Regions from separate parts of the Mus musculus genome. Here regions 1 and 2 are each linked to region 3. The links are chromatin contacts, called in public promoter capture Hi-C maps. All regions are on one chromosome and are shown on one strand. The core of a region is the stretch at or near the end of the contact, and the rest is flanking DNA. Distances in the headings are between cores, read along the strand shown.

The links. Capture Hi-C pulls out chosen DNA fragments and counts their contacts.
Region 1: a promoter capture Hi-C map of pancreatic islet shows a contact between it and region 3. The contact joins the promoter of Cd300lb here to the promoter of Cd300a in region 3. A contact is called at or near these places in 2 of 39 promoter capture datasets (embryonic stem cells and macrophages), 2 of 484 Hi-C or Micro-C datasets (the AML12 cell line and peritoneal macrophages), 3 of 115 datasets of contacts at active chromatin or transcription factors (the HPC-7 cell line, bone marrow-derived macrophages and embryonic stem cells) and 3 of 9 other capture datasets (adipose tissue, liver and pancreatic islet).
Region 2: a contact with region 3 is called in a promoter capture Hi-C map of adipose tissue. The contact joins the promoter of Gprc5c here to the promoter of Cd300a in region 3. A contact is called at or near these places in 2 of 39 promoter capture datasets (maxillary cranial neural crest and second pharyngeal arch cranial neural crest), 2 of 15 datasets of contacts at CTCF or cohesin (CD8 T cells and the NIH/3T3 cell line), 15 of 484 Hi-C or Micro-C datasets (CD4 T cells, CD8 T cells, Th17 cells and 9 more), 14 of 115 datasets of contacts at active chromatin or transcription factors (the HPC-7 cell line, the SCID.adh cell line, double positive thymocytes and 7 more) and 4 of 9 other capture datasets (adipose tissue, liver, macrophages and 1 more).

What each region holds. Positions count from the first base shown.
Region 1 is chr11:114,933,116-114,935,815 of GRCm38.p6, reverse strand. It overlaps Cd300lb (CD300 molecule like family member B), which reads left to right and starts at 1,445. Exons shown (of 4, transcript NM_199221.3): 1 at 1,445-1,607. The coding sequence starts at 1,568. It also overlaps the pseudogene Gm11699.
Region 2 is chr11:114,850,113-114,852,812 of GRCm38.p6, reverse strand. It overlaps Gprc5c (G protein-coupled receptor, family C, group 5, member C), which reads right to left and starts at 1,281. Exons shown (of 5, transcript NM_001110337.1): 1 at 927-1,281.
Region 3 is chr11:114,888,749-114,891,448 of GRCm38.p6, reverse strand. Cd300a (CD300A molecule) reads right to left here and starts at 1,408. Exons shown (of 7, transcript NM_170758.4): 1 at 1,015-1,408. The coding sequence starts at 1,084.

The sequences.
Region 1 (2,700 bases), core at 196-2,695, 44 kb before region 3:
CAGAATCCATGGGTCTGCCACTGCTGAGGGCCAGGTCTAGATCCATGATCCTGCTGTAGCTGGGGGTTGTGTTGATGTCTGTGGCCCATGGTCTGTGCTGTTACCTGAGGCCATGTTGATGTTGGAGGGCCATGCTGACACCTGCAGCCACGTTGATGCCCTTGGCCTGTGCTGCTGGCAGGGCTATGATGGTGTCCATACCCTATGCTGTGGCAGAGGGTCATGTTGATGTCTGGGGTCTGTACTGCCACTGGAGACTGTGTGGATGTCTGTGGTCCATGCCATTGCCAGAAGCCATGTGGAAGTCCATGATCCCTGCTTCCATTGACTGTGAAGGGCAAGAAAGCTACTCTTTCAGTGGTATCAATGGCTGAAGACTCATTGAGAAAGTGTGACATAGAAAGAGTCTGTGACAAATCCTACCTCTACCACACCCCTCAAAAAAGTAACAGTTTAGACAGAATGGCATTGAAAAGAAGTCTTAAAAACTGTGATGAGGATGTGGAACTGTAGTTCTCACAATTGATGGCCTCAGCTGGGGTACAAACAGAGAAGGACTCAATTTTCTTTAAGGGGCTGGCCACTGGGAGTGTGACCATGTTCCAATGAGTGTAAGTTGTTTTCTTACTTTCTTTCTCTCTGTCTGTCTCCTCCTCCTCCTCCTCCTCCTCCTCCTCCTCCTTTCTCTTCTGCCTCCTCTTCTTATTCTTTCTTCTCCTCCTCCTCTTTATCCCCCTCCTCTTCCTTCATTTTGCAGGAAAGGTCACAAGAGTGAGGGGCAGACCTGAGAAGACTGGGAATTAAGCTTGATCAGGGTTTATGATGTGAAATTCCCAAATCATCAATAAAAATATTTTGGAAAAACGAACAAAACTGCCATATCAAGACAATTTATAGACGAGATGATTGATTTGGGCTTCTGTTTCTGAGGGATTAGAGTCGATCATGGTAGGGAATCCTGACAGCAGGCAGCAGACACAAAACAGGTGAGAGCGCAAGTAGGGTGCAGAGAGAGGCTACTGGGAATGCCAGGAGGCTTTGAAACCTCAAAGTGACATACTTCCTCCAGCAGGGCCATATCTCCTAAAGCTACCCAAGGAACATCATCTACTGGGGATTAAATATCCAATGCCAGGTGTGCTGAGCACAGCCCACTAACACGAGCTGAGACTCTCAGCTGCTGGGCCCATCATTATAGCATAGAACCTTTCTGGATCCAATATCCAGAGTGCTCTACCCCTTAACCCAAGACCAGATTGTCCAGACTTCCCCACCACTGGTCTACAGGCTTCCCTCCTTTGCCTCTGCTTGCCCTGCACAGTTCCCTGGCCTCCTCGTTTCTACTGAGTGACCCAGCTCTGGCATTAACTGATGTCTCTTGTGCTGAGTAACTGACGGCAGGAAACACCCACGCTATAAAAGGAAGCTTATGAGTAAGACACTCAGAGGCAACCTGGACAAACAGAACGAGTCAGCTGAGATCTCCAGGGCTTTGGGTATCCCGCTGAGATTTGGATTTGCTGCTGGCTGTTCATCAAGGAGTGCAGCAAAGTGGGAAGGCAGGACCATGTGGCTGTCCCCAGCTTTGCTTCTTCTCAGTTTTCCAGGTATGTTCAGCTACGGCCTGGGGGGCTTGGGACTGCAGGTGTAGAGTGGCAATAGAGGGCTCTGTCCCAGGTTTAAGGAGAGCTGCCACCTTCAGGGAAATGTGGGGTAGCTCTGTAGCTTCATTCAGCAAAAGGACGCTGGGCTCTACACTGTGCCAGGCATGGGTCAGGACCTGGGGACGTGAAGGGAAAGGAGAAATGGAGGTGACCATTAAAGGAGATTCCAGATGCTCTTGTAGGTGAGACATGCAGGAAGAAGCACAAGAAAAAAGAGCTCAGGGGAAAGAGCTGGTACCACGGAGGGAGCTACAGAAAGCTCTCCTGAGCCAGCTCCTTCCATACCTCAGAAGGAAGCAGATCTTTACAGCCCTTGCAGCAAGCAGAACATGCACTCCGGGGAGAGGGCATGGCTTGGGGGAAGGACTTACAGGCTTAGAGCAGCTGCCACACCCATGCAAAGGGAGCACTCAGTGGACAGGTCACTGAGGGGACACTGGCTAAATGTGAGTTTGCAACTGCATAAAGGTAAAACGAGGGACAATAGCGGGTGCCTGTACCACTGGGCTTGTGTCTGAGATCCAGGCCCCCCAACTAGCTGCCTGCACTCTAAACCTCAACACCGGGCTTTCCTAGACGCCAAGCAGGCCAAGAGTGAGCTCTGCCATGGCTTGCACACAAGTAGAGCAATGCTCACTAGTATACTCAAAGGCTGCACATCTACACACAGTCCGTACATCTACACACTCTGTCCGTACCTCCAGGATCACCCGCTCACATTCACACTCTTTGATTGGTTGGTTGGTTGGTTGGTTAGTTTTGGGGAGTTTTGTTTGCTTGTTTGTTGTTTTGTGGGATTTGGTGGGGATGGGTTTTTTGGTTTGGGGGGTGTTTTTTGTTTTTGTTTTTTAGTTTTTTAGCAATGGAAACAAAAACACACCTAAAAGTGAAGCTTTTGGAAAAAAAAATTGTTCTTCCCTGTCTTTTATTGGTCCTCAAATTTGACCTTGGCCTCCCCAGGCCTTGTGTTTCAGAGCTGAGCCTCTGAAGGCACCCTTGTTGACAACAGTTTCATTCAAGAGGATATCCACAGAGT
Region 2 (2,700 bases), core at 32-2,531, 39 kb after region 3:
AGGGGTGGGACCCAGAACATAGGCCTCTACACGGAGAAGCGCCGTAGGCCTCTGAAATTCCAAACTTCCCGCGGAGAGATCCTGAGCCTTCACCTCCCTATTCCAACTGGACTGTGTCAACACTCTACGCCCCTGAAAGTTCGAACCGAAAGAGCAAAGGACCAGGCTCTCTGTCCCTAATCCCTCTGGTCACAGAAACCTGCCCTCCCCACGCACTGCCGCGAAATAAGGAAAGGAAGCCAACCTACAGTCACAGTCGACCGTAGCCTCCCACTACGAGAGTGGATAGAGGAACAGCTCTCCGACACTAAGATCCCTTGCGGAACACCCCCGGCCGCAGAACCTGGCTTCCCCGAGCCATTAAATCCCCAGCTGGCTCGGGTTTGGAAACTTTCTGCGAACTTGTAGAGTGGGTGCATCGTCACCCACCCCTTGGGTTTTCACCGGGGGCCTCGGCCCTCTCCCTTTCCCAGCCAGCTGGACCCAGCCCTTCCTGCGGGCCGATGGCTAGGGCGGAGCGCCGAGGCAGCAGCCCTTACCTGGGACGCGCAGCCAGCCCGCTCCGGCGCCGCGCTCAGAGCCAACTTCGGCCCCAGGCAGGGCGCCGGCGGGCGTAGGAGGGACTCAAAGCAGGGCGCGGGGCCAGAGCCCGTTCAGGCGGGGGGTGACCAGGCCTGAGCAAAGGTGCGGGGGCCTGCCTCCCAGGGACCCCCGACTGAGCACTGAGCTAAGCGCGCTCAGTGGCTCGCTCTCCCGCCCGCCTCCCCAGGCACAGTGCTCCCCTCTCTCGGCCAGGGTGGGCCGGGCTGCATCACCGTGACATCACCTCCATTCCCGGCGCTCCTCCGGGGCCAGCAGCGCTCCAGGTACGAGCAATCCTAATCCCCAGTAACAAAGCGCGCCCGGCCCTGCCCCCTCCGACTCACCTCCAGGCTCGGCCGACGCGCACTTTCGGGTTGGGAAAGGCGATCGGAGTTTCTGGCCAAACTGACTAGTGGGTTGTTGCTGTTTACTGCCACGCCCCCGCACGCGGGCGCGCGCGCACTTGCGCGTACTCACTTTCTGGATTCGCCTTTCTCTCCCGAAAGAGGTTCGGGGTGCAGCTCAGTACACCCCTAGGCTGCATCTCCCAGCGATCGCACGCACCCACAGACTCACGGTGGCCACCTTGGCGCGTCTACCCGTGACAGACACCCAACCTTTGTCACTTTCGTCCTGGCTTTCCCATGAGACACATGCCTGGCACAGTTCGCTGCTCCGGGCTGGAGCGAGGAACACACTAGGACACAAAGTCCGTCTTTGTCACGGCTCCGCGCCCCCTCCCCTAGCGAGCTTGCACACGTGGACACAGCGCACACGGAGCGTCCTCCTCTTTCGTGCGTGATCCTTCCCGAAGAGCCCAGTCTCCAAGATCACGAGGGAATGTCACGGCGCACGTCCCTAAATCTGTGGACTGAGTCCAGAACCCCTGCGGGCTGTTGGCCGGAGTCTTTGTCGGCCTGACTACCCCACGCCCGAGTTTCTTACAACGCGGGCTCCCCTCCCCGCGTCCCGGTTCCCTGTGGTGACCTGTCCTAATTAGCCTCTCAGTTTTGTTCCCGAGGTAGTGTTTAACAGGATCCCTGTGGTCTGTGCGCTCCTGGCCACGTTGTTGCTGACTCTAAGTCCAGCCTCTCCCGAAGTCTGAAGACCTTTCCACGAATTCAGATTCCCCTGAACCACACCCCCACTCCCTGCCCGGGCGGATCCACCCTTTCTCCTCCAGCCCCGGGAATCTGCTGAAAAGAAACCGCAGAAATAGGGAAGCGAATCCCAGCTGAGGCCTATCTGGCCCAGTAAACAAGAGATTTTTTTCTTTCCGGCCACTTTCTCTGGGGACCTGGGATCCCGCGGGAGTGAGTTGTGCTGTCTTTGGAGCACTGAGTGGGTCTGGTTGCATTGCGCTGTATCCCCGTAGGGGACAAGTCGCAAGAGCAAGGGAGAGGTTGTTGGGCCTGACAGGGGCCTTGGGGACTCTGGGGGAGGGCAGGGAGTCGGGTCTCAGGGTGCGGGTTCTCGCGACGCCGAGTTGCCTGGGGGATCGCCAGGAGCGCGGTCGGAGCCAGCCGGTGGCTGGGCAGGCTGCAGGGCGTGTTTGCTCAATCCTGGGCTCCCGCGAGGAGGGGGGGGGGGCGGGGGGGCGGGAGGGGGGAGGCAGCTGGTCACAGGCGAGGGGATAGCCAGGTGGAGGAGGTCAGGGAGCTAGTGACCCGTACCTCCCCGACTGGCTGTGTGTTTGAGTACCTCCATCTATGACAACCTGGAGTCTAAACTCAATGAATCACCCGGAGTTGCCGGAGCGATAAAACCTTCGGCCGGTTCCTCCTCACCGCTCTGTTCTTTTCTGACTCTAGGAGGAATGTTTATTTAAGGGGGGTGTGGGGGGGAGAAGCCTGTGGGGCCCAGACTTTCTAGAACCCTGAATCCTTTCCTGTGCCCTGTAGTTTCTGTCAGGTCTGGGGAATGTGGCAAAGCTCGAACTATTTCAGTGGGTGGCTGCTGTGGGGGTACCCGCTCCCATTCCTAAATCCACCTCCCAACCCAAGGTTAGAGATCTAAGGCTCAGGTGTCAAGGCTTGAATGGAGCAGGCAGTTAGTGCCCACGCTAGCTAGAAAGGCAAACAGACTGGTTAGACCTAAGTGAACGGTGAAAGTCTCCCT
Region 3 (2,700 bases), core at 159-2,658:
GCCCGCCTTTGCCTCCAGAGTACTGGGATTAGAAATTTTTTCCTTTAGGGGTGTGGCTATTGGCAGGTTGCCTCTGCCCCAGTGGATGACCCCATACCCACGTGCATAGAGCCAGTGCTAATCATTCAATGGTTTTTTTAAAAAATATATAAATAATACTAAGTTGGAGGGAGATGTGTTGAACAGACTTGGGGAATCAGACTTGGGGAGGTCAGATATGGTCAGACTACATTGTTCACATACATGAAATTTTCGAAGAGTAAAGAACCAAAAAAGAAGTCTGTGGGGTGTGGTGGTGCACACCTTTAATCCCAGCATTTTGGAGGCCGAGAAAGGCAGTCTCTGTGAGTTCATAGCCACCCTAGTCCACAGAGTGAGATCCAAGGCTAATCAGTGAGACTTATCCCAAAAAGAAAATGAAAAAAAAAAAACCTTACAAAAAAGAAAGAAAGAAAGAAAGGAAGGGAGGAAGAAAGAAAGAAAGAAAGAAAGAAAGAGAGAGAGAGAAAGAAAGAACAAACAAGGCTACACAGAGAAACCCTGCCTTGAAAACCCAAAAAGGGGGGGGGGGACCCAAGAAGAAAAGAAAGAAAGAGGGAAAGATGGAAGGAAGGAAGAGAAGGAAAGAAAGATAGACAGATTAAATTTTTTCACACACATCCACACCAGCACGTGCCTGTCAGGGCCTCTCAACACAACCACTGTCCACTCATACTGGTACCACCTGCCCTGACCTCCTGTTTTCTATTCTAAACCATCCAAAAATCCTCTGGGCACCCGTCCTGGACAGCCACCAGCCCCCACCGTGTGTTGACTTGTCTCTTGTTCTGACAGCTGTGTGCAGAGGGAGATCCCGGTCCCTTCCCCCCAAGCACGGCCCTTTCTTTGGTCATCCACCTTACATGAAGGACTCAGCTGCCACATTTGGTGTTGTGCACAGAGAGATCCCCATTCCAGTGCCTCACACTGCATCTCCCCGAAGCCCCCCGCCCTCCCGGGCAGACACTACCTCACCTGGAAGCCAAAAAAGCAGCAGCAGCAGCAACAGTGTGGGCAGCCACACAGCTGAGGCCAGTTGGGTCATTTCTCCCACACACGGGTCACCGGCAGGCAGGCCACGGCTGGACGCTCCACGGTTCAGTCCCGCTGGGGGACGGCCAGTCTCTGAGACGCCCACTTCTGCTTTTCTTTGTGTCTAGCTGTTTTGCTTCCGACTTTCCTCAGTTCTGTTCCTGGAGCTACGGGAGAAACTAAAAGAATCGGAAGGAGCCGAGGCGAGCTGATGAACCCCCCGTGAGGCTCTGATCTCATGACTGCCAGGCTGCCATGACAGCCTGATGACCCCTGCTTGCGTCTGGCTCAGGGTGCAGGGCCAGGTTTCATTCTGACTGGCACCCAGTCACTCCTCCTTTCCTTGTGGGAAGAATGGCAGCCTTGTGGAGAGGAAGACCTGCTAGCCCTGCCTGGGTGGTGCCCACTATGAAGCCTTCCTGGGAGCTCTAGGCCTGGACCCCCAAAAATTCCTGAAGGGTTTCTGGTGTTGGAAAATGTGTCTTCCATTTGACCAGGGGCTCTCCAGGCTGCGACCTTCTTTCTTGTGTAGCCCCATTGAACTTGAGCAAGGACCCAGACAACTTGCAGATCTCCCTCTTTCTCTGGTCCACGGAGACACCAAACATGTACACAGGGGTCCTGTGAACCCTTCCAGCTCGTACAGAATGGCACGAAAGCCCAGGAAACTCTGACCTTATTGTAAAACAGGTCACCCAATAGCTAGCTATTATACTATATTAATCATATAATAATAGTAGTTATTAAAGCCGCAGGCAGCCCTATGCCAATGATGAGGTCCCGAGAGCGCCCTCCCTTCCAGATCCTCCTCAGCATCTCACGCTTTCCTCCTCTTGCTACAAATGTGCCCTCGAAGATACCTGCTAGTTACACTGCTAGACGGGTGGAAGACAACGCTTCAGGATCCTGAAGAAATTTCTCTGATGGCCAGGTACGGGGACATACCCCTATTATACAACTATTCTGGAGACTGAGTCAGGAGCATTGCTGGAACCCACAAGTCTGGAGAGACTGTTTCAACAACAAGAAAACACACCACTCTTTGATAGTAATAGCATCATATGTCAACTAAAGATCAGTATGGAACTTTGTGTTCTAGATACTTGGCTTGGTCAGTGTTTCTTTGCTGTGAAGAGACACCATGACCACAGCAAGTGTTATCTATAAAAAGCATTTAAGTGGGGCTGACTTACAGTGTCACAGGTCTAGTCCATTGTCATCACCACAGGAAGCATGGTGGCCTGGAGGCAGACATGGTGCCGGAGAACGAGCTATGAGTTCTACATCCAGATCAGCAGGCAGCAGGAAGAGAGACACTGACTGGGACTCAAAGCCCACTCCCCCAGAGAAAATTTCCTTCAAGAAGGCCACACCTCCTGATCCTTTCAAAGAATGCCACGCCCTGGTGACCAAGTATTCATAACGATGATCCTATGGGAGTCATTCTCATTCAAGCCACCACAGTACTTCTAAAATTAAAAACAAACTAACAGGGCTGGAGAGATGGCTCAGAGGTTAGGAGCACTGACTGCTCTTCCAGACGTCCTGAGTTCAAATCCCAGCAACCACATGGTGGCTCACAACCATGTGTAATGGGATCCGATGCCCTCTTCTAGTGTGTCTGAAGAC